Linked DNA regions of Mus musculus: regions 2, 3, 4, 5, 6 and 7 are each linked to region 1. A link is a contact called in public Hi-C and promoter capture Hi-C data. All regions are on one chromosome and are shown on one strand. The core of a region is the stretch at or near the end of the contact, and the rest is flanking DNA. Distances in the headings are between cores, read along the strand shown. Region 1 holds the start of Ctso (cathepsin O). Region 2 holds the start of 6430573P05Rik (RIKEN cDNA 6430573P05 gene). Region 3 holds the start of Fnip2 (folliculin interacting protein 2). Region 4 holds the start of Ppid (peptidylprolyl isomerase D (cyclophilin D)). Region 5 holds the start of Etfdh (electron transferring flavoprotein, dehydrogenase). Region 6 holds the start of Tmem144 (transmembrane protein 144). Region 7 overlaps Gm36569 (a long non-coding RNA gene).

What was found. Promoter capture Hi-C pulls out the DNA fragments that hold promoters and counts their contacts. A called contact is a pair of places that touch in the nucleus more often than the background predicts.
Region 2: a promoter capture Hi-C map of pre-B cells shows a contact between it and region 1. The contact joins the promoter of 6430573P05Rik here to the promoter of Ctso in region 1. A contact is called at or near these places in 3 of 39 promoter capture datasets (the C10 cell line, liver and pre-B cells), 1 of 115 datasets of contacts at active chromatin or transcription factors (astrocytes) and 1 of 9 other capture datasets (liver).
Region 3: a contact with region 1 is called in a promoter capture Hi-C map of pre-B cells. The contact joins the promoter of Fnip2 here to the promoter of Ctso in region 1. A contact is called at or near these places in 3 of 39 promoter capture datasets (the C10 cell line, liver and pre-B cells) and 1 of 115 datasets of contacts at active chromatin or transcription factors (astrocytes).
Region 4: a promoter capture Hi-C map of pre-B cells shows a contact between it and region 1. The contact joins the promoter of Ppid here to the promoter of Ctso in region 1. A contact is called at or near these places in 5 of 39 promoter capture datasets (the C10 cell line, hippocampal neurons, liver and 1 more), 2 of 484 Hi-C or Micro-C datasets (B cells and CD4 T cells), 1 of 115 datasets of contacts at active chromatin or transcription factors (pro-B cells) and 2 of 9 other capture datasets (adipose tissue and liver).
Region 5: a promoter capture Hi-C map of pre-B cells shows a contact between it and region 1. The contact joins the promoter of Etfdh here to the promoter of Ctso in region 1. A contact is called at or near these places in 7 of 39 promoter capture datasets (the C10 cell line, hippocampal neurons, liver and 2 more), 2 of 484 Hi-C or Micro-C datasets (B cells and CD4 T cells), 4 of 115 datasets of contacts at active chromatin or transcription factors (astrocytes, forebrain, large pre-B cells and 1 more) and 2 of 9 other capture datasets (adipose tissue and liver).
Region 6: a contact with region 1 is called in a promoter capture Hi-C map of liver, with 5 times the contacts expected there. The contact joins the promoter of Tmem144 here to the promoter of Ctso in region 1. A contact is called at or near these places in 23 of 39 promoter capture datasets (the 3T3-L1 cell line, 3T3-L1-derived adipocytes, the C10 cell line and 14 more), 2 of 15 datasets of contacts at CTCF or cohesin (large pre-B cells and pro-B cells), 25 of 484 Hi-C or Micro-C datasets (the AML12 cell line, B cells, CD4 T cells and 20 more), 7 of 115 datasets of contacts at active chromatin or transcription factors (differentiating embryonic stem cells, extraembryonic endoderm stem cells, hepatocytes and 4 more) and 2 of 9 other capture datasets (adipose tissue and liver).
Region 7: a contact with region 1 is called in a Hi-C map of cortical neurons, with 2.4 times the contacts expected there. The contact joins the enhancer-like site here to the promoter of Ctso in region 1. A contact is called at or near these places in 22 of 39 promoter capture datasets (the 3T3-L1 cell line, 3T3-L1-derived adipocytes, the C10 cell line and 13 more), 2 of 15 datasets of contacts at CTCF or cohesin (large pre-B cells and pro-B cells), 31 of 484 Hi-C or Micro-C datasets (the AtT-20 cell line, B cells, CD8 T cells and 22 more), 4 of 115 datasets of contacts at active chromatin or transcription factors (bone marrow-derived dendritic cells, differentiating embryonic stem cells, extraembryonic endoderm stem cells and 1 more) and 1 of 9 other capture datasets (macrophages).

What each region holds. Positions count from the first base shown.
Region 1 is chr3:81,931,076-81,934,095 of GRCm38.p6, reverse strand. It overlaps Ctso (cathepsin O), which reads right to left and starts at 1,495. Exons shown (of 8, transcript NM_177662.3): 1 at 1,321-1,495. The coding sequence starts at 1,431.
Region 2 is chr3:79,285,462-79,288,481 of GRCm38.p6, reverse strand. 6430573P05Rik (RIKEN cDNA 6430573P05 gene) reads right to left here and starts at 1,627. Exons shown (of 2, transcript NR_165170.1): 1 at 673-1,627; 2 at 1-103. It also overlaps a transcript of Rapgef2 not described here.
Region 3 is chr3:79,566,069-79,569,088 of GRCm38.p6, reverse strand. Fnip2 (folliculin interacting protein 2) reads left to right here and starts at 1,410. Exons shown (of 17, transcript NM_001162999.2): 1 at 1,410-1,580. The coding sequence starts at 1,486. It overlaps 4930589L23Rik (RIKEN cDNA 4930589L23 gene), which reads right to left and starts at 897. Exons shown (of 2, transcript NR_152118.1): 1 at 1-897.
Region 4 is chr3:79,589,875-79,592,894 of GRCm38.p6, reverse strand. Ppid (peptidylprolyl isomerase D (cyclophilin D)) reads right to left here and starts at 1,558. Exons shown (of 10, transcript NM_026352.4): 1 at 1,338-1,558. The coding sequence starts at 1,422.
Region 5 is chr3:79,627,348-79,630,367 of GRCm38.p6, reverse strand. Etfdh (electron transferring flavoprotein, dehydrogenase) reads left to right here and starts at 1,601. Exons shown (of 13, transcript NM_025794.2): 1 at 1,601-1,850. The coding sequence starts at 1,817. 4930579G24Rik (RIKEN cDNA 4930579G24 gene) reads right to left here and starts at 1,289. Exons shown (of 2, transcript NM_029482.1): 1 at 1,012-1,289. The coding sequence starts at 1,191.
Region 6 is chr3:79,841,452-79,844,471 of GRCm38.p6, reverse strand. It overlaps Tmem144 (transmembrane protein 144), which reads left to right and starts at 1,563. Exons shown (of 12, transcript NM_001379543.1): 1 at 1,563-1,701.
Region 7 is chr3:79,865,797-79,868,816 of GRCm38.p6, reverse strand. All of the region lies in intron 1 of Gm36569 (a long non-coding RNA gene), which reads left to right. Among named protein-coding and RNA genes, the nearest start is that of Gm40073, 14 kb to the right of the region's middle. Within about 2 kb of position 1,541, at least 36 of the 459 cell types and tissues checked have an H3K27ac peak or open chromatin away from gene starts, as enhancers often do. A contact at or near this core is called in cortical neurons, where this site is marked.

The DNA.
Region 1 (3,020 bases), core at 246-2,745:
AACTGAGGTAGGAAGCCCTTGGTAAGCTTAGGAGTCACTGTGTCTCCTGCTGGGGTTCTGGACCAAATAAAGATGAGAAAGTAAGCTGGGATACAGTATCCATGTCTTTCCCTTCCTGGCTGCTGATGTAGTATGGATGTCTGCTCCACACACATGTCACTATGACATCCCTATCATGATGATAGACTGTCCCTGAAAGTGTGAGCCAAAGTAGACCCTTTTTCACTTTCTTTAAGTTGCTTTTCTTGGCAACCTTGCTTTATTTCAGTAAGGAGAAAAAAAATTATACATTACATTGTTAGCTTTCAATACTCAAGATTAGAAAAAAAAAAACTAGTTGGCCAATAAACACCTTATCAACAACCTGTGACACTGACTACCTCACCCTATTGGAAATCAAGGACAGGTCTCAGTAACACACAGGCCAAGGACACTGAGAAATAGACTGGTAACAAGAAATGAGCTCAAAAGTAACAAAAAGGAGAACTAAAGCACAGCATTTTGATTTGAGTACAACACAAGGGTAGCTGAAGCCAAAGAAGGCCGGACTGAATGAATACTGGAACTTCTCAGGCCAAAGAGGACAAGGAGAACGGGGCAGAGCTATGGGGTTCTATGGAAATTTCAGAAAACATCAGTAAACACTAGTTAAATGGCCTAAGAGCAGCATTCCTGAATTCAGATAGACACTGAGTCGAACAGGTGAGTCCTCCTCTAATAAAATCGTGATGGCATTTTCTTTTTTCTTTTCTTTTTCTTTTTTTTTTTTTCAGATTTAAAAACCTTTCAGAGAGCATTAAGTATAGCAACTGAGGCCAACTGTGAATCTGCATTTCGGTCAGTTCCCCTGGTTACTGGGAAAATCTATCCGTGGTCAGCTAACTTGTCCATTTCAGAATTTTAAGGTTGGAGAGCAATTGAAGGATTATTATGAAAACTTTAAAAAAAGAAATCCGAATTTAAGGCAGTGAAATGTCTCCTGTTCTACATCAGTCTCCACCAAGTCAGAGAGAACTTGATGGTGGTAGACAGTTCCAGGACTGAGAAATCATTAACTTCCAGTTATAGGAGGAGAGAGCCAGTGCCCCCTGCAGGCGGCTTTCTATGCGACAGGTTTGGTGTGGGAAAGGCTTTAGGATTCAGGATACTTCTTCCCCTTAGCTTTGCTTTGGACATCTTTTGGTGCTTTGGGATATAGCACAGAAATCCTTGCCCTGGGGAATCAAACTTTTAGGAGGCAGTTCTACTGGGGAAATGCGCGCTTGGAGCTTGGGTCCCTCCCTAGGAGCCCCGGGGCAGTAGAGGGAGGGAGCTTGGTACCCGCAAGGCGGCGGCCTCCCGCTGGTGGCTCCAAGACCAGGTCCCGGCGACCCCGTGGCGGCCGAGACAGCAGCAACACAGTAGCAAGAGGTTCACCAACTGCGGCTTCATCCCGGTGCCCGAGGTCCACTGTGCCCGGCCCGCTTTCTCTTTCGGTTTCTTGGCTCCGCCCACTGCCTGTGTCCTGTGCACGCCCAGAAGCAGAAAGCTGCTGGGGTCCCAGCTGTTTTGTTTGTTTGGTGCTTCTTGGGATTATTATTGAGCTTTTGTGCTGTTATTGGGCATCTGGGATTTCCCTCTTACTTAATAAGAAAGAGAGCAAAACCTGACTTACACAACAGTATGAAGATACAAACTATTGTGTTTCCTGCTGTCTGAGATTCAGCCCTTCATTTTACTTCCTGCTGTTTAAATTGAATATGTGTTCACTGAGTGTGTGTAAATTGAACTCAGCAGGTTGTATGGGGACGTATAGTGTATGCGAATTTACACACTTCTCTCTATGGATGCGTATAAATACTTGACAAAATTGTTGCTGCACAGAACTGCACAATATCTTGTGGCCATTTCTCCACTTGTAGAAAGCTGCACCCGCTTCCGAAGTTTGTAATGAAATTTAGCTAAGTAATCCTAAACACTTCATTATATGCTGAGCACGTCCTGTGCTTTTCTTTGTTTCACTGTTAAGGTTGCTTTAATTTTTCTTATTATTTTATTATGTTGTTTTCTTCTTGCTTAGCTTACTTCATAATCCATCCACCTCACTTTCTATCCCCAGCTATAATTAACTGACGTAATTTTTAAAAATCTTGTTTCCTTTTACCATGGTGCCGGTATACAGAGTGTAAAAGGAAAAGGGGAACATGTTCAAACCAGTCAATATGTCTGCTCACTCACATCTCAGCTAAAGAGGTTTCCAGTACACTGCCTCAGAGCTCTCCTTTAAGGAGACTGAGTGATTTAAGATCTGAGACCAAATATCACAAATCGCTGGTTACCCTTGGGAGAAGACAGCCAGCTGCTTCTCAGAAGGGCCTATGTACACAAAATGCAAATTATTGTCTTAGAATGAGTCTTTACTCTGTGTTTCTTTTTTACCCCTTCTCTATTGTCCAAAAGCAGATCCTTTGTGGACAAACTGTAACCAGGTTCCCAGAAATCGGAATGTCCTGCATCTTTTGTTTCTTAGCTTCCAACCTGGCGTATATCTGAATAACCATAGTGTTTATTTTCTTGTTCCTTCACTCCCAGGCCTACCTACCCCGACTGCCCTACTTAAAACCCTAACCTTCTCCCCCTCTCCACCCTATTCTTCTAATACTGCCCCCATTGCCTCTGGTGTTCAGTCTGTAGCCTTTTGATCCATAGCACTTTTCTGTAATGCCAGCTTCGTGGGAGCGACAATTTCATTTCTTTAGTCTCTTATGCACCAACAACATATAGTGGGTATTCAATCAGTAAATGTTTGTTGATATAAACTTATTAAATTTAGTCCAAATAAACTTTCTTTTGATCACAGCAGTTATCCTGCATAAATGTTCTAACTCAAAGGATTGTCAAAAGACATAAATTATCATCAGAAAAATAACTTCAGTTTAGTAATAACAGGAGAGAATGCATAGAGATGAGTAGGCTACAACGAAGGGCCACTTGCAGAAGGATTGCTGAGATTAACATAAGCAGGAATCTGTGGGCTCCTT
Region 2 (3,020 bases), core at 378-2,877, 2.6 Mb after region 1:
GTTTAAAATTCTCTTTTTCTGTTATTTTGCTTTTGAAGTGGAGGTTTAGCCTGGAGAATTCAAGTTGCTGCTCTAGGACTTCAGATAAAGCAGGAAGCAGTTGCTGTAAAAGCAATAAAACCGGACTTATTAGATATACTTTGTAACTTAGACTCAGTTCTCTAAATTTTGGCCCCCGCAGATCCTTTCTTTTTGGAAGTTATGCAATCCGTTTAGCGCTGTGCTGGCGAATTTAAGGACTTCCTCCCCTACTAGCTGACAGCCTGTCCCAATTGCTTACAATAATAAACTGGATATCGAAAAATATGCTTGAAAAAAAGGTTTTTAAGTTTGAATAACAATTGTCTTTAGTCTCCACACAGACTTCAAACACTGCAATCTTCTTTGAGGCTGACGCTGCACACCTCAAGCCTGGTCAGGAAGGGATGAACTCCCAAGAGCAGGGACATCTTAACACACTAATATGGGCTTTGTACCGGGCAAGTCTGGATTGGAAACTCGCGATCCTGAGAAGGTGCTCTGCCCAGTGGAAGGCAAAGTCCGACCTAGGATTATTCATTCTTGATTATGTCAGAGAACTTGCTGTCTTGGCCTCTAGATTACAACGGGCTGACCTGGTGTTTTCTTGTCCGATGTGATACCAGGTCTGGAGTTGGAAAGCCACATTCCTACCTGACTAACGCAGGAGTCATTTAAGGGTTTAGATGTCAGTGAGCGCGGAAGGTAGGAGAGCAACGTTGTCCTTGCAGTCACTACAAATAAACAGAATCCAAGGATGGTTAATGTTGCCACCGAAGCAAAATCCCAGTCAGCCCTAAGCTTTGGGAAGACCTGCCACTGCAGCCGAGTCCTCACAGGGACCTCTCCCGGGTGGGGTCAGCTTCCAGCCCGGGAAGAGGCGGGAGACGTGCCGCAAGGCCTGGGATGTGGGGTCTAGGCCAGAGAGTCGGGGTGCGGCCGCTCAGCTATGGGATCAACGATCGCAACAGCCCCGGCTGTCCTGGCTCCCACCGCACCTGGCCCCGGCAGAACGCGGCTCTCAGCGAGGGCGCGGCCCCGCCAGGCCAGCGATGGGGCGGGCCGGCGCCACGGGGCGCTCCGCCCCCGATGATGCGGCGGCCTCCGACTGGCCCCCGGCCCGTCACTCACTCCTCACCATGGTTGCAGCACAAAGCAACAAGCCCCGGAGGCCGCTTCCTCCCTGAAGAGTGGCTCCGGCGGCCGCCGAGGCGCAGGAGAAGGAAGAGGCGGGGAAGAGGAGGCGGTCGCCGTTCAGCAGACGCTTGGCGGGGCTGCGCGCTCCGCTCTCGGCCTCGCGCCCGCCGGGGACCCGTGTCTGGCCCGCCGCGCCCGCCCGCCGCACGGACGACGCACAAAGTTGCCTAGAGCGCGGGGGCCGCGCGGGGAGCAGCCGCGCTCAGGCGCCGATGGGGGCGGGCGGCTGGAGCTGCGCGGCCCGCGGGGATGCAGCAGCAGTCGGGAGGCGCGGCCGACAGTAGACGGAGGCGCGGCGCGGCCACGGCGGCCGAGGCCAGCGGGCTCGGTGGCTCCCAGACCTGAGCCGGGCTCACCAGGCTCAGCGCGCGGCCCTCCCTCTCGACCGGCGCGCGAGGACCCGGGACGCGTCAGAGCGAGCGCGGCCGGAGCGGGTAGAGCCAGGGCCCCGCCGGAGAGGCTCCGCCCGCCGTCGCTTGCACCTCCCTAAAAATAACTCGGCCCGCCGGGGCCAGCGCGATCCGCGACCGATCGGGAGCGCTGCCGGGCAGTCGCTGAGTCCGAGTCTACGGACAGCAAGCCGCGAGGAGGAGGAGGGCAGCTCCGGGCTGCACGGACCTTTCGTGCTGTCTGCGCCCCGGCCCCGCGCCTGGGCTGGTTTGCCTCGGGCAGTGGCGCTGGGCCGGGAGGCCGGCGAGTGTGTGGAGCGGACCCGGTGCGCCCCGCAGGGGGAGATGGCGTCCTACGTGGATAATAGCTTCCGCCAAGCGGTGATGAAGAACCCCGCCGAGAGGACCCCCCAGGTGAGACGCGCCGCCACCCGCCGTGGGGTTGGTGTCTGCAGACTGCGCCCTTCCAGTGCCCCGGCACTCCTCTGCTGGGGAAGCATCCCATTTCCCCCATCCAGGACCTTCCCTGCCCCAACTTCCAAGGGCATTCTTTTCAGACTGTTCTGCGATTGCTGCCCTCTCCTCTGCTGTCCTTTTCGTTGCGCTCCCCGTAGCTGACCTTGCCTGCGCCTTTGCGGGACTAGTTGTCTATAGGGTATGCCTTTCTCCGGCCACACTCCTTGGGGTTGAGTCTTGGGGTCAGGTCTCAGCTCCTCTCGGCCGGGTACTCTTGTCACCCTGACTGCAGGCTCAGTTACTCTCTTGCATGTATCCCATCTTTAGAGTTTAGGGGTGTTTAATGAGCTGTAAGCAGGAACTTGCAGGGTTGTGCGATGAACTGACTGGCCTAGGTGGGCCTTGTAAAGTGAAAGCCTGTCTTTAGTTACTACTTTACTTTCTTGAAAGAGGAATGTTGTTATCCATCGAAAGGAAAAAGTTGACAGGCCAGCGCTTTTCATTCCAATTGTAGATGTAAGTGCAGAACAGGCGTATTCGACTCCGTCTTCTTCGCAGGGCAGATTCTTTCGGTTTGCACAATATGGTCAAAATTAGATGAGTGGTTAACGTTTATACAATTGTTTATCCTCAGGTTTTTTTTTTTATTTTTAAACGGAGGGATAGCTGGTGGGTTAGATTTGATTTTTCTTAGATTGGATTAGCGAGGGAGGAGTGTTATAAAAAATGTGGTTTGATTTCCGTTGCTTACTGGCTACATGACGTAGATTCCTAAATGTTGGGATGGCGACTACAGGCGATCCTGCTTGCCAACCCTGCAGGCAAAGAAGATCTACAGATCCTTGGGGCCAGCAAAAACAGCGAGGATCCGATACTTGACAAAAGTTGCTTTGCTTGTCTGGGGATGGGATGCCATCTGTCCAAATCCAAGTGCTGCCCATCTCTGATGATGATTATTTA
Region 3 (3,020 bases), core at 161-2,660, 2.4 Mb after region 1:
TTAACTTTCCTTTGATCAAGTCTAAGAAATCTTGGTGGGTCATTTGTTCACCGTCCTCAAATTTGCTGGAGTCAGAGTGGAACTCAAAAGTAACTAACTCTAGCTCTACTACCTACCATCTGAACCACGTTAGAGCTCTAGGCCGCAAAACAGATTAATAAACTGTTTTGAATGTGGTCAGACTCTTCATAACCGCAGGTTCTTTAACGTCTTGCACCACAGCACAATAAATTCTCAGGGGGTCTGAGGCGTGAAAGCACAGGCAAATGAGTCTAAGCACACACTCAGCTTCCCTAAATCAAAGAATCTATTGAGTTTTTTTTTTTTTTTTTTATGTGCCCAATGTGAACACGAACTAGGAAAGCAATCATTTGTGTGTATATGTGGGCTTAACGCACGCACATATGGGCTTAGTACATGCACAGCTTTTGTGTGACTTATGTACCAGTGGGAACCAACACACCAAAAAACCCAAAAAAACCCCAAAAAACAAAAAAAACCAAAACAAAACCCGGTGACCTGAATAAACTGTTTGTAAATTCAAAATTGAGCCTGCTGATTTACTCTGGTTCCGGCAGTTGCTTGCTGGGACCTCAAATGCAGCAGGGGCCAGAATCCCCAGCAGCAACGTCAGGCACTAAAGTTGCTTCTCCAGCTCAGGCCACGTTTTCTGCTAGGGAGTCCTGGACCCGATAAAATGAGGACCAAGTTCAAGGGCTTTTCTTTCCAAAGAACAAAAACCTCCATAGTTGTGCTCTGGAGCTCAGTAGGTCAAGTGTGTGAAGACTCGTGCACCCCGCCCAACTCTCTAGCCCCAGTAAGAGCCCGGCGAGTGATAACTCCGGGCGTACCCCTAGTGATGTCGGCGCAGGGCGGGTAAAGCTGGCCAATGGAGACGTTAGGCCTCTATGCTCCTCCCCCTCCCCCCACACGCCCCGCCCCACTCCTCCCTACGAGCCTCTCCCGGCTCCACTCTCCGCTTCCCTGGCGCTCCTCCTCCATCGCCCACTCCTCTCTCCCACTCCCTTGTATTCCTCCCAACACGTTCCACTCTTCATCGCCTGCGCTCCTCCCAGTCCCTCTTGCTCCTCCCAGTCCCTCGTGCTGCCTTCTGACGCTCCTCCTCCCTCCTCCCGGCGCTCCTCCCCCTCGCTCGTGCACCCCCCTCCCTGCCATCCTCGTGCTCCTCCCCTCCCTCATGCTCTCCCTCCTCTTCTTCCCGTGCTCCTCCCTCTCCCTCGTGCTGCCCTCTCCGCGCTCCTCCTCCCGCGGGAGCGAGCTGTCAGCCGGGCGGGCCGGCTCCGTCATATGACCGGCCGGCGGCCGCGGCGCCGCACCTTCCGTCCGCTGCAGCGGTCCCGCGCTCGCGCCCCTCCGGGCGGCCGCGCCCCCGTCGCCATGGCCCCGCCGCGGCCGCCGTGGGCTGCGCGCTGAGCCGTCGGGTCCCGGAGCGTGGCCGCCCGCCCGGGCCGCCGCGTGCACGCCATGGCCCCGACCCTGCTCCAGAAGCTCTTCAACAAAAGGGGCGGCGGCGCAGCGTCTGCCCAGGCCCGGCCGCCCAAGGAGGAGCCGGCCTTCAGGTGAGCGCGTGCGAGCGGGAGGGAGGCCTCAGGCGGGCTGCATGGAGACCGGACCCCCGCGCCACCCTGTCCCCTCCTCCTGGGCGGGACCCCGCGCCACCCTGTCCCTTCTTCCCAGATCCTCCTGGGAAAGACCCCAGTCTCTCACTCTCCTCTGTCCCGGTCCTCCCGGGTGGGACCCCACGCCTCTCTCGCCCCTCTTTCTGGGTGGGACCCAGCAGCATCCTCTTCCCTCCCTCGCCGGGTTCTCCCAGGTTGGGCTCCTCTTTCCACTTCTTTCAGGGTCTCAGAGCCGCGAACCGCCCTGTCCCTTTTCTACTGCTCCTTCTGGGTGGAACCTCAGCGCCGTCCTCCTTCCTTGCTCTCCAGGTCTCCCCAGGTGGGAGCCCTGCGCCATCCTCTGCCCTCTTTCCTCAGGTGCCCCACAAAATTTCTCCATATGCCCCCGTGTCTGAGCACGTCTGGGACCGGTGTGTACCTTCCAGGGTCTCTGGAGGGAGAGTCACCTGCGTCTCCCCTGCCCCAGAGCCTGTAAGCTGTCATTTTGCAGGCAGCTCCAACCCACTGAGTATGTGACAGTATTTTGAAGTTGGAAAGGGTGAAGCCACGAAAAAAGCAGCTTCTTTCTTGCAGTGTATGACAAGCTCGCCGGCGGATGAATAAAAGTGTGTAATTTCCTCATCAGTTAGAAGGCTGATGCCGCATGATGAGTGGAAAGGGAGGGAAATGCTTTTTATGAAACGTCTCGGGTTCTAATTTAACAAAGCAGAGGCAGATATTTAATAGTTCATCTTCGGAACACATACCTTTGGATTAGCATGTGTTAAGCTGGCTCAAGACCCACAGCTCTAAGTGGCGGCTGGTCTTGCATTTTGAGCTAAGCAATTGGCTCTCAGTAACATCCCTATACTATTCTGCTTTTGAGTGGTAAGTTTCCAAAGATGCTCTCCTGGGTCCTGTACTGTCTCTCAGCACTACTAGTTGAGAAAACATTTTATTTGCCATTTAAGTTTTCATCACTATAAAACAAAACAAAACAAAACAGAAAACTGAACACCTCACACCGATTCAGACCTTCTAGGGATACTTTATGTTCAGAATGTAAGACTTTGAATTTTTTTTAAAAACAAACAAACAAACAAACAAAGGTCTCATTAGTCCAGGCTGGCTTTAAACTCTTGACAATCTTCCTGCCTTAGCTTCTCAAGTTCTGGGAACACCAACATGAAGCATCGCATTTGAAATGAATTTTGATTAAATCTCATCTCCTTTATTGCATAAAAATTCATTCAAAACACATACAAACACATTCCTATAGTTATATAAGATTTTCTTTTATCTTGTATTTCCAGTTTTATGTAGCCCAGGCTAGCTTCGATCAATTGATGACCTGATCGTCCTGTTAGTGCTTCTCAAGTGTAAGATTACAGTAAGCACGTG
Region 4 (3,020 bases), core at 309-2,808, 2.3 Mb after region 1:
ATAATATTCAGACTTTTAAATTTTTTTATTCTGGGCTGGAGAGATGGCTCAGTGGTTAAGAGCACTGACTGCTCTTCCGAAGGTCCTGAGTTCAAACCCCAGCAACCACATGGTGGCTCACAACCATCTGAAATGAGATCTGATGTCCTCTTCTGAAGGCATCTGAAGACAGCTACAGTGTACTTAGATATAATCATAAATAAATCCTTAAAAAATATTTTTAAAAAAATTTTATTTTATGTGTGAGGCTGAGGCATGTAGTGTGGAGATCATGGGACAATCGCTGGGATTCAGGGTTGGTGGCAGACACCTTTACCTGCTGACCTATCTCAGGGGCCCTGCACTCAGAATTTCTAATCGCTAAGTAACTAACAGAAGACATAGTCCACTCTGTGTTCTATGGAAACTGCCTTTTGTAACCTCTGAAACAGTTCCCTTCTCAAGAATCCAAGAGACAGTTAACAATAAAATCTGTTACAAAACAAAGTGAATGCATATATACCCGTGTGTGTACCCATCCCAGCAGGTCTGGCCTACAACTCTAACATGCTTCAGAAAAGCCCAATTGAGTTACAAAGCAACACGAGGGCTTATGACAGTGTTTCTCAACCTTCTTAATGCTTCCACCCTTTAATATAGTTCCTCATCATAACTGTAAGTTTGCTACTGTTACGATTAGTAATGAAAATATCTGATATGCAACTCGGTGAAATGGTCGTTTAACAACCCACCCTCCAAGGAGTTTCCTCCACCCACCGGTTAAGCCACTGGCTTAGGGCTTCTTAGCTCTGAATCCTAGGTAACCATACAGACATAGTGCTCAATTCCATGATGCCAAAACAGCACAAACGATCGCCTACTTAAACTGCTACTATAATCAGTAATAAGGAAAAAGCACTAAGCACGAAAGTCACTCTAATTTGAAAATGATCTGGTAGCTCCCAATGTAGTTCGTGTACCAAGAGGCACGTGGCGTGTCTTGAGCCCCCCAGGCACATATCCAGGAAGCATACCGAACTATCCACCACTACTCGTCAAATCATTTCACTTTATAGTAAGTAGTGATGCAAAGGTTGCAGGGAAGTGCGATCAAAAAGAGACAAACGATAGGGACGCCACGATCCCTAAAGTAGAAGTAGAAATTTCCAGAAACTTCCACCGGAAGGGAGAGGGCGCAATCTGGACTCGTGGAGGCCAGGGCTCGCTCCGTCTGGGACCTAGGCTGCTATCCCCCTCCGGATCCCAGGCCCCGAGCCGCCGAACAGCCAGCGGGCCAAGGAGAACCGCAGCAGGGAGGCCCCGGGCGAGGGAACCGCTGAGCCGTTCGCGCCGCTCACCTCGCTCCCCGCCGATGTCCACGTCAAAGAAGACTCGCGGGTTCTTGGAGTTGGAGGGCTTGGCTGCCGGGGATGCGTGGGACATCTTCACTGCGGGCACTGGGCAGCGGGACACGAGCACCTCGTGCGCGAGACCGGAGCAAACTCTACTGCCCCTCTACGTTATAACCTGGCAACGCGCGGAAGAGTTACTTCCTGCGCACCGCCGGAAGCTGTACTCTGGTTTCCGGTGGCGCCTTCACCTTCCGGTTTCTGCGCCTGGCCCCTAATGCTTCTCTTTAGGTGGCTGTAGTGGCCGTCGGTTTCTTTTTAGTGTGTGCGCCGTTCCCTGGTGTTTGCTGCATCGCTGGGTGGAGAATTTGGAAACCATCCTAGCCTCGACTCTGCCACGAAATGCCAGTAACTACAACGAAACTTAGTTTACTCGTCTGTAAAATGGGGATAAAAATGCCTCCTCTGAGCAGACATGGTGGCTAGGCGGCACGACCTGAGTCTGATCCCCAGGATCCGTAAGGTGAAAGGAAAGAATGTTATCACCCAGTTGCCATCTGATCTCCACGAGTATGTCGTAGCATGCACACAGAAGCGCACATACATAAATTAATTGGTGCCTTCTTTTTCTTAATGCCTACCTACCTAGGGAAGGCGTTTTGGAAATTAAAGACATAAATTACTTATCAGAATGCCTGACATAAACATGTGGCTTCTAATAAATAACAGATGTCCAGTTACTATTGCCATGTTATTGTCATTTGGCCGTTAAGTTGTAAGTGACCCAGTCTAAAGCAAAGGCTCCAAATGCGCTGATGTTGAGAATCTAAAAGAGGATTTATTTGACTTCTGTTAAAACTAGATATCCTATAATAGTCTGTCTTTTTTTTTTTTTTCTAATGGGCTTGGTGTAAAATACACAACTTAAAGTTGAATGTGGTTATTCAGTACTGAGGAGGTAGAAGCAGGACGATCTATGTGAGTTCCAGGCCAGCCTGAGCTATGCCAGTAAGAATTTAAAAAGTGGCCATCCAGAGACTGTCCCACCTGAGGATTCATCCCATATACAGTCACCAAATCCTGACACTATTGTAGATGCCAAGAAATGCTTGCTGACAGGAGCCTGATATAGCTGTATATAGAGGCCCTGCCAGAGCCTTACAAATACAGAGGCGGATGCTCACAGTCAACCATTGGACTGAGGGGGTTGGGGGTCCCAATTGAGGAGTTAAGGAAAGAATTGAAGGAGCTGAAGGGGTTTGCAACCCCATAGGAAGAACAACAATATCAACCAACAGAGTTCTCAGGCACTAAGCCACCAACCAAGGAGTACACATAGCTCCGGCTACATGTATAGCAGAGAATGCCCTTGTCAGGCAACAATGGGAGGAGAGGTTCTTGATCCTATGAAGGCTGGATAGATGCCCCAATGTAGGGGAATTGAGGGTGGGAGTGAGTGGTGGGTGGAGGAACACCCTCATAGAAGCAGGGGGAGGGGGTGGGATAGGGAGTTTCTGGGAGTGAGAAGCCAGGAAAGGGGATAACATTTTGAAGTGTACATAAAGAAAATATGCAATTTTTAAAAAAGAATAAGAAAGTACATTTAGGACGAGTAGCTTTGGCATAGGCCTGTTATGCCAGTAGTTGATTCCATGCCAGGAGAATCCAAAGTTCAAGTTAGCCTGGGCTAAG
Region 5 (3,020 bases), core at 352-2,851, 2.3 Mb after region 1:
TCAGCCATCTCTTTTGACAAAAGAATAAAAACCTGTCAGCCAGTTCTAGTTTCCAAATCTTTTGTGTGGTTATTCCACAACCCTCTCCAGGAAGATTGTCTGCTACATACTTCAGTCCTTTCTCCCTCTCAAAGAGTCCTTATAAAGTGCCACTGTAAACACATAAGTGGATGCTCACAGTCAGCTATTGGATGGATCACAGGGCCCCCAATGGAGGAGCTTGAGAAAGTACCCAAGGAGCTAAAGAGATCTGCAACCCTATAGGTGGAACAACATTATGAACTAACCAGTACCCCGGAGCTCTTGACTCTAGCTGCATATGTATCAAAAGATGGCCTAGTCGGCCTTCAATGGAAAGAACGGCCCATTGGACTGGCAAACTCTATATGCCTCAGTACAGGGGAACGCCAGGGCCAAAAAGTGGGAGTGGGTGGGTAGGGGAGTGGGAGAGGGTATGGGGGACTTTTGGGATAGCATTGGAAATGTAAATGAGGAAAATACCTAATAATAAATAAATAAAGTGCCGCTGTGACCCTCCAACCCCTCAGCGTTATACGTGTTGGGGTCAGGAAGTTATTTCTGGGAATTCGAGATTGAACAAAAACTTTACAGAATTTTTGCATTGCAAGATTCTGTTCTAAACTGTCCTATCAAATCCATCTGCCGGCTGTGATTAGCCCTGGTCCACTCAAGTCCAACACAGAGCCAAGTAAGCGACACACAACAGCATCACCAGCTGGCCCTGGGCTGGTGGCCAACTAGAAGCACAAGCTCGAGTCCCTTAGAAAGCACCAATGGGCAAGGAGGCAAGCTATGACCGCCCAAAGTGCTCCGAGGGATGGGAGGAGGCGGAGAGAGGATCCTGGCAGCGGGGCTGCGGATGACCGCTAGCAGAAGGAGAAGGAAAGAAAGATGCGGGAAGAGAGAGCCGAGGCTAGCCCTCAACTCCAAGAACCGCAGGCAGGAGCACCCTAGCTGCAATCAGCTCTCAGCCGCAACGGCGACACTCACGTCTCCGATCTGCAGCTCCACTTGCTCCAGCGGGTCCACGGTTGGACCGGGACTCCTGCTCGGATCCCGCCAGCCCAAACTCACTGGCATGCTGAGGGACGACGAAGAGGCGCCTGACGACGGAGATGAGGGAGGCGGCGGCGGCGGCGAAGAAGCCCGAAACTCCTCAGAGTCAGCCATGGGAGTGAGCTGGGGCTACTGGACCGGATCAAGCAACCGAACCCTCACCAACTGCCTTTCGACCGCTCGCGCCCAAAGCCCATAGGCTCCGCCTCCTCCCACACGGAGTCCCGCCCCATCTTCTCGTTTGTCTCTGCCCTGGACCCCAAGTACGTCTCATTTTTTCCAGACAGCCAATCAGATATCAAGCCAGGCGTCACCAGGCTCCTGCGCACAGCTCCAGGAGCTAAACACTACAACTCCCAGAATGCCTAGCAAATCAGCCTCGCTATGCTTCTAGGGCGCATGCGCACACGCGAGAGCTTGTCGGCCTCTTCTGCACACTAGGTTCCTGGCTGAGGATGACTGGGAGATGGAGTCTTCTGCCTTTTCCTGGCTTGTATGTGACCCGGAAACCTTACTGGCCTTCGTGTCCTCTGTGGCGCCGGCGCAAAGCAGAAGAGGGGCGGGTACGCCGCGAAGCAAGGGCGGTCGGCAGAGCCCAGACGCTGACAGAAGCTGAGCAGTCGGGGCTTCTTGGCAGGTGATGGCGCCCCTCGTAGCCTAGAAGTCCAGCACCCTCGGCAAGCCGCAGACCCACGCCTCTCTCCTTTGTATCTGGTCAAGTCTCCGGGTCACTTTGAACATGTTGGTGCGACTAACCAAGCTGTCCTGCCCTGGTGAGACGAAACTCCTGGTGGGGACAGAAGGAGCAAGGTGGATAAGTTGGGACAAAACAAGACTGGGGCCACACCCGGGGTACTGCCAGCATCTCTTTCCTTGTCTATTGTCTTAGGCTAAACTAGGGCAAAGGTCAATGCTGTCAGCGCCTGGTGGCCGACCCTACCTTACCGACCTTGGAGTTGCCCCAGTTGGCAGAATTATCATCTAGGTTAAAGGTCATGAGAAGAGAAAATTGTCAACACTGCCCCCTCGGTGGAGTTCCCCCAAATGCCGCTCCTAATCTTTACCTCAAGGCTCAGGTATTATCTGCCGCCTTATTAGGAATGGGAAAGAAAGAAAAACTTGTGTGGGTTTTCGCCTTGGCTCTGACCTGACTTTGCAGCCATAATAGTCTAATCTTAATTGAAGTCTGAGCTCTCATATCGTATTAACTCATATATTACCAATTATGTCTGGAGTCGGAATTTTTTCTGCATTATCCAGAGTTAACACCAGGCGTTTCTGTTATGGGTGTTTCTTAAAGCAGTTGCAGGATAGTTTTAAGTTTTTACTTAAAAACAACCCCCTCGTTCAAACAGAAGTTTAGAGGATCTTGAATTCTGTTGTAACTGGCTTAATATAAATCTTTACTGAAGTTAATTTGGCTGTGGGATTTTTAAACAAGTATTTGTATACTTGTTTAAACAATATGGTGTATATTCAAACCAAGCATCTATTATCCACAGAAGATGGTATGCTTTGAGAGCCATCAGTTTACAGTCTAATTTAGATGCAGTCTTGGATCTAGTCAGTGACTTTTCTTTAAACGCTAATTTGTTACATTTTCATTACTCAGTGTTACCTCTAGTGGTGACAACTAAATGTGCTAAGTATGTCGTGTATGGCTGATCCGGTGTTCAGTGACTCTGACTTTGCTTTCTACTGGAACTCTGTCTTTATGCCTAAATGTTCAGATGGGTCATGAGAGATACCATGCTCGTTTAAGCAAAGGAATAAACGTTATACCTTTTTAAAATTCTCTGGTGGGAATCAGAGGCCACGGTTCCAACTGTTCTCGAGCAAATTAGTAGCTGTACAAATAATAGAATGAATTTTCAGAAGTAAATGATAACTTGTATATGGTAAACTACAGGGTATAATAAATACCTTTTAAATGATGATAGTAT
Region 6 (3,020 bases), core at 314-2,813, 2.1 Mb after region 1:
ACATAAACAGGAAGTTTCTCGATTTTTTCAATCACTAAATTAATCATTTCTCTTAAGAAAATGACCTTCTTTCTTTCTTCATGATACTCTGCCTCCCAGTGCAGTTCTCTGATGGATGTAGAGTTGAAAAGCAAGGCTTCCTTTCAAGAAACCTTATCTCCTAACGTCTCCACTTTTCTTCTCTTTCTTGTGAATCTCACATGACCAGATAGTGGATGGTGTCAGCTTAATCCACTCCAAGAGGCCTGCCTGCCTCAAACTCAGACTAGGCCAGGACCTAGCACTTCCTCTTCTTGAAGTTCACATCTGTGTCTTCTGCTGTGCTAGTATCCGGCCTAGAGAGACAGCCTTGCTGTCTAGGAGAGGTCTGTCACACACACACACACACACACACACACACACACACACACACACAAGAGCGCGCACACAGACACATATGGACGCGCGCGCACACATACACACACATGCACGCACACACACACGCACACAGTCACACACACACACTCACACGAACACATGCACAGAGAGAGAGAGAGAGAGAGAGAGAGAGAGAGAGAGAGAGGGAGAGAGGGAGAGAGGGAGACAGAGAGAGATGAACACACACACACACAAACACACACACACACACACACACACACACACACGAGCGCACACACAGACACACATATGGACGTGCGCGCACACATACACACACACGCGCACGCACACAGTCACACACACACACACACACACACGTGGTTTTCAGCTACAGAAGAGGCAGGTAAATCTACATCATATGCTAGTGGTTGCTTTTACCTCTGAATCTCAATCGGATGTCCGAAGCCTGCACTCCTGTCCATTGCTCTTGATTCTTACAGCTCTTTAGGTGGGGTGGGATACAGCTACTGCTCTGGAACGTGATGCACAGCCTGGTTTCACAGGAAAGCTTCCTGGAAGCTATTTTCAAAGAAATTACCTCCCGGGCCAAGCTTTATTTTCCGCAACTCCAGTGTATGGATTTGTATAAAGCCACCTCCCTTGTCTACTGAAATGTGCCAGCAAGCCACAAAGGCATTTAGTTCACATTACAGTAGCACACATTAATTGTTTACATTTGTCTAAGCTCATGATTCCAGCTACATGGGAGGCTGAGGCAGGAGGATCACAGAGTCTACTTGGGCTGTGGAGTGAGCGTTAAGCCAGTCTAGGCAACTTCGGAATAAGCTGTCTCAACTTTAAAAAGGGGGAATGAGAGTTGGGAGTGCAAATTAGGAGAGATTGCCTAACAACAAAGGCAAACCGGGATGGAATGAGCATTTATTTTGTAACTGTGTGAGGTAGCTCCGGCTTTGTCTCATCCACAAACTGCACAATTAAAGGTGTGGTGTTTAGCAGAAGGTGACTTGCTACTCACTGAACGAGCTCTTCTTTAAAGGGGGGGGGGGGGGGGGGGCACGACACTCTCTAGTTAACTCGCTGACTGACAGAGGGCCTGAGGACTCCTTAGTCACCTGACTGAGCTCCAGCCCTCCGCTGGGAGGGTGTCCTGAGCCTCCGCCTGGGAGGGACTCCGGTCTCCCTTCAGATTCCGGCAGGAAGTCCGCACGCGTCCAGGGAAGAGTCAGCGCAGTGAGACCCCACCAGGTCACCTGAGTCTAAGGTGCCCCTGGGTCTGAGAGCCGCCCTGCAACCTTCAGCTCCTCGGGAAAACTCGCAGAGCAAGTAAGTGCCAGCACTCGTGACGTCAGCCCAGAGACAGGCGAAGCTGCACTCAGATTGGAGGAAATTAAAGGAAACCAGAAATGAAATCTTTAAACTAGAGCAGGCGGCATTGATCGAGCGCCGGCACTATCTTAAACGCAGGGGAGGAGCTGCTTAAAACTTTAAAGTAGTCGGGAGAAAAAGCAGATATACCAGTAATGAAACGAAAGTAGTAAATTTTTTAGAAAGAATGAATGTAGCTTAATAAAATATTAAGTGGATACTTAACACGTAAACCTTAGAATCCTTGGACTTGAGACTTTTCCACGGAATGTTGAAAGCTTTTACCTTGGAGAAATACGAACTATTTCGATAGCTGCTGCCTGGTTGGTAATCTGTCTAAGGTAAACGCGTGTGGGCAGGTCACGTGCTACCTGACCCACGTGATATTTATGGTCCTATTGTCTAACTAAAACTTGAAAAAATTTTAAATGAATGGGAGGGATCTAGCACAAGTTTAAAGCTTGACTGAGCTCTGAAGCGAGTTTAAAGTCTGCCTAGAAAAGCTTGGCGAGACTGTCTCAAATCAAACAAAGTAAAAACGGGGTTCGGGTATAGCTGAGCAGAGCGTTTGCCGAGCATGCCGTATTATTAAAAAATATAATAATAATAATAATAATAATAATAATAATGGATTTTGTTTGCTTGCTTGCTTTTTTAAAGACAGGGTCACACTAGTGTTGTCCTGGATGGTCTGGAACTAGCTATGTAAACCAAGCAGGCGATGATCTCAAAGATCTTCCTGCTTCTGCCTTCTGAGTGCCGGAAGTTAGCTTGCTACCAACCTAGACTGAAAATAAGATTTTTAGAGGAATAATTTGGGGCTAGGTTTGTGCGAAAAAAGGGTTGGGGATACATGTTCAGTAAAGTAATGATGCTTCTCTTTACCACAGAAATGTCACTGATTTAACGCGAGATGGACTCTTCCTTATGGCAGTCTGGGATTGTTGGTTCACAGGGAATTAGATCATGTGCTTTTGGAAATGCTCTGGAGCCGTGTGCTGTAAACGAACATCGTTTATCTAAGGCAATAACTGACTGGAGTTGATTCAGCAGTCAAATGAGGTCATGCGCTCTAATTAGCACTACTAATTATTCATCCAATTCAGGCTGAAACCTGTGGCTGCCCATCAATACCCCTTAGTGGAGCCTTCTTTTCTGTAAAATAATCTACCTCATTAAATGGTTAGGCACTGTCCTCTTAGCCATGCACTTGCTTTGCTTGTTTTAATTAAAATGGAAAAAAAATGATTTCTTCGCTATTAAACCTGTATTTTAAG
Region 7 (3,020 bases), core at 292-2,791, 2.1 Mb after region 1:
AAAGACAGTTGACTGCAGATGTCACTGCTACAACTTGTTCTGACTTCTATTTCAGAAGATTTTCTTTGCCTAGGACTAAGCAAGCCCACAGAGAATTCTGGCTCTGTGATACAGCCGAATATGAGAGCAGACATACACACACACACACACACACACACACACACATGTACACACACACACACACACACACACACACACACGTACACACATACACACAAACAGATTTGTTACTATAGTACAAATTTTTAGTACATATCTTTCTCCTTGGGTCAAATTAAAGGGCCACATACTAGTTTAGTCCCACTAACAGCTTTTCTTGGTGGCCAGGCAAGTTTAGAATAGTGTTATTGGCTCGTGTTCATCATGCCCTCCACCTAGACACTCCACTAAGCCCTAGAAGGAGTAACCTCTAGGTCAGGAGGGCCACCCATACACCAAACTCAAAAGTACGGTGTAACTAACTATGGAGCATATGAAGCCATCTCTCTCTCTCTCTCTGTCTCTCTCTCTCTCCTCTCTCCTCTCTCTCTCTCTCTCTCTCTCTCTCTCTCTCTCTCTCTCTCTCTCTCTCTCTCTCTCTCTCTCTCTCGTGTGATTTATTTTATGTGTGTAAGCATTTTCCCTGAATGTATCTATGTGTACCATGTGCATGCCTGGTGCCAACAGATTCCAGAAGAGGGTGTCAAACCCCCTAGAACTGAAGCTACAGATGGCCATGAGGCATCTGTGGATGCTGGAAGTTGGGCCTGAGTCCCGTAGAAGAGCAGCCAAATACTTGTAAGCACCCACCAATCACTCCAGCCCATGTCTGTAATGCCCTTGGGCTTTCCCTTGCCTGAAAGCTGTTTTCATTCCCTTTAATCACAAAGTAGCTGCCAGAAGTGACATATATTAAATGTATCCCTTTTCATGTTCAGATAAAACAAAGATTATAAACATTCTCCAAGCACCAAACAAGATTCTGAGCTTTGAGCAGAACTCAGTCACCACAGATAGAAGTACCAGGCAGGCATCCACCTTAGCTGCATGGCCTCTACTAAACTAATAAAACCTATAAATTGTTTTGAATTGTCCCTGGGGTTGGCTATGGCCAACCCCACAAATACCCAATGGAAATTTTTAGAATAGCAACTGGGTCAGCAAACAAGATATCTTCAATAATTACTTTAGCTTTTCTTGTCTCTTGATCACATAAAACCAAGAGAGTCCAGAGTCAGAGTTTCTGCTGACCCAAGGCTCCTGCATACTTAGTAGTTAGTTGAATGAGTGATTCAATAAAAGAATGATCAATTATCCTCCAAAATACACTCATCACCAACTGTCCCTGTACACCTTGGAGCACAAGACACTTGCAACGAGATTTAACTGGCATCTGATTGTTCAGCCCCACATTGCAGAGGTTTAATTTTATCTATTATTTCCTGGGTCTTTCCACTTGATTTCAACACATTACTGATTATTTTTAGGACTGCCATTAGCACAGACTTCAATTGCTGTCCTGTTTTTCCCCTAGGCAGTGAAGCAGTTGCCATGGAAACAGAATCCAGTGCTTCTCTGTCTGGAGCCTCACATCAATGCAACTTAATGAGAGGAAGGAAGATACTAACATCCTACCTGTATTTTATGTCTCAGGATCTATTATCCAAAAAAAAAAGATGCAAGCTCTGTTGGGGGAGGCAATTCTGATGGTGCATACGGGTGACACCTGTCCAAGTAGATGTGTCAGTGTTCTCCTCTGGAATTAATGCTTTAGCTTAAGATTCAGAAAGATTTCAATGCTTGGGTTAGCTATAGATGCAAAGTCATGAGGTAGAGGATATTGAAAAATTGGAGGAAAGTGAATTTTAACTACTGTTGCTTAACAACAGAGTCATGGAGGAGAAGCCTTTCTCGGAGAGCCAGGCATTACGATATGGGGATGAGGAGTCTCCCCACAGATCCACCCTACAAAACACTGGGATATAAACACTCTTTCAGGTTGACTAGCCAAGGAAGAGGGAGTCCTAAGCCACGGATGAGACAGCACCCGTCCGTCCTGGGAGACTCTGGAGTGGAGGCCGTGCTTTGATAGGAGCTTCATGCTCTCAGCACCTGAGCAGAAGGCACTGCTGTTAGTGAGCTGTGGGGACAATGGCAGCACCTGCAGGTCAGAATAAATGATGCAGCACTAGATGCTGATTGGTTTGTTTGAGACAATGTAGAACTGACTCATAGGAAGGCTTACCGAGGACCAGGCTCTAAACTGAGGCCCATCTTCATGAACGATTCAGTTCGACCTCTTTAGCATATAGGATGAATATATGCATATGATACAGAATATTTCAGTTGACCTCTTTAGCATATAGAATGAATATATATATATGATATAGAATATACCTATATAACAGCCATAATGAGAAAAGCCCCCTCAAGTCACCAGAGAAGGGGTCCTGAATCCCTGAAACTGGCAAGAAGCAATGAGCTAAAAGATGAGACGAAGCCAGGTCACCATCGGGGCTGGAATGGGGCCAGTAAGCAGACCAGTGAAGCAGAAAGGGCAGCAGTGAGGCGGTAAGGATGGGAGTCAGGGTCCTGGTGAGTGGTTTATCTTGCAGTATCTTTCTGTTAGTGATATTTTAAAGTGAGTAAGCAAAATAACTTCTTTTTAAAATTATGTTTGTTTAGTTTGCAATCATGGTCCTATCAAAGGGGAAGAGGGAAGATGAGGAGAGAGAGAGAATCCCAGACATTGTGAATCACGTCCATAATCTCAGCACTGACAACTGTTGTGATTTTTAAAGTCAGCCTAGGCTAAACAGTGGGTTCTAGGACAGCTAGACTGTCTCAAAATGCTACCCATCACCACCTCACTCCATCCCCACCAAATCTCTCTCCTGTATCCTAACCGTATCTATCCAGTCTCAAGACTTTCCAATAGCACAGCCTAGGAAAGTCAGGTCAATACTATCAATGCCGTCATCTCCACATACCACCAAGTTTGGAAATGTCATTTCTGTCAAAATATGTCCAGGCTTCCTAAC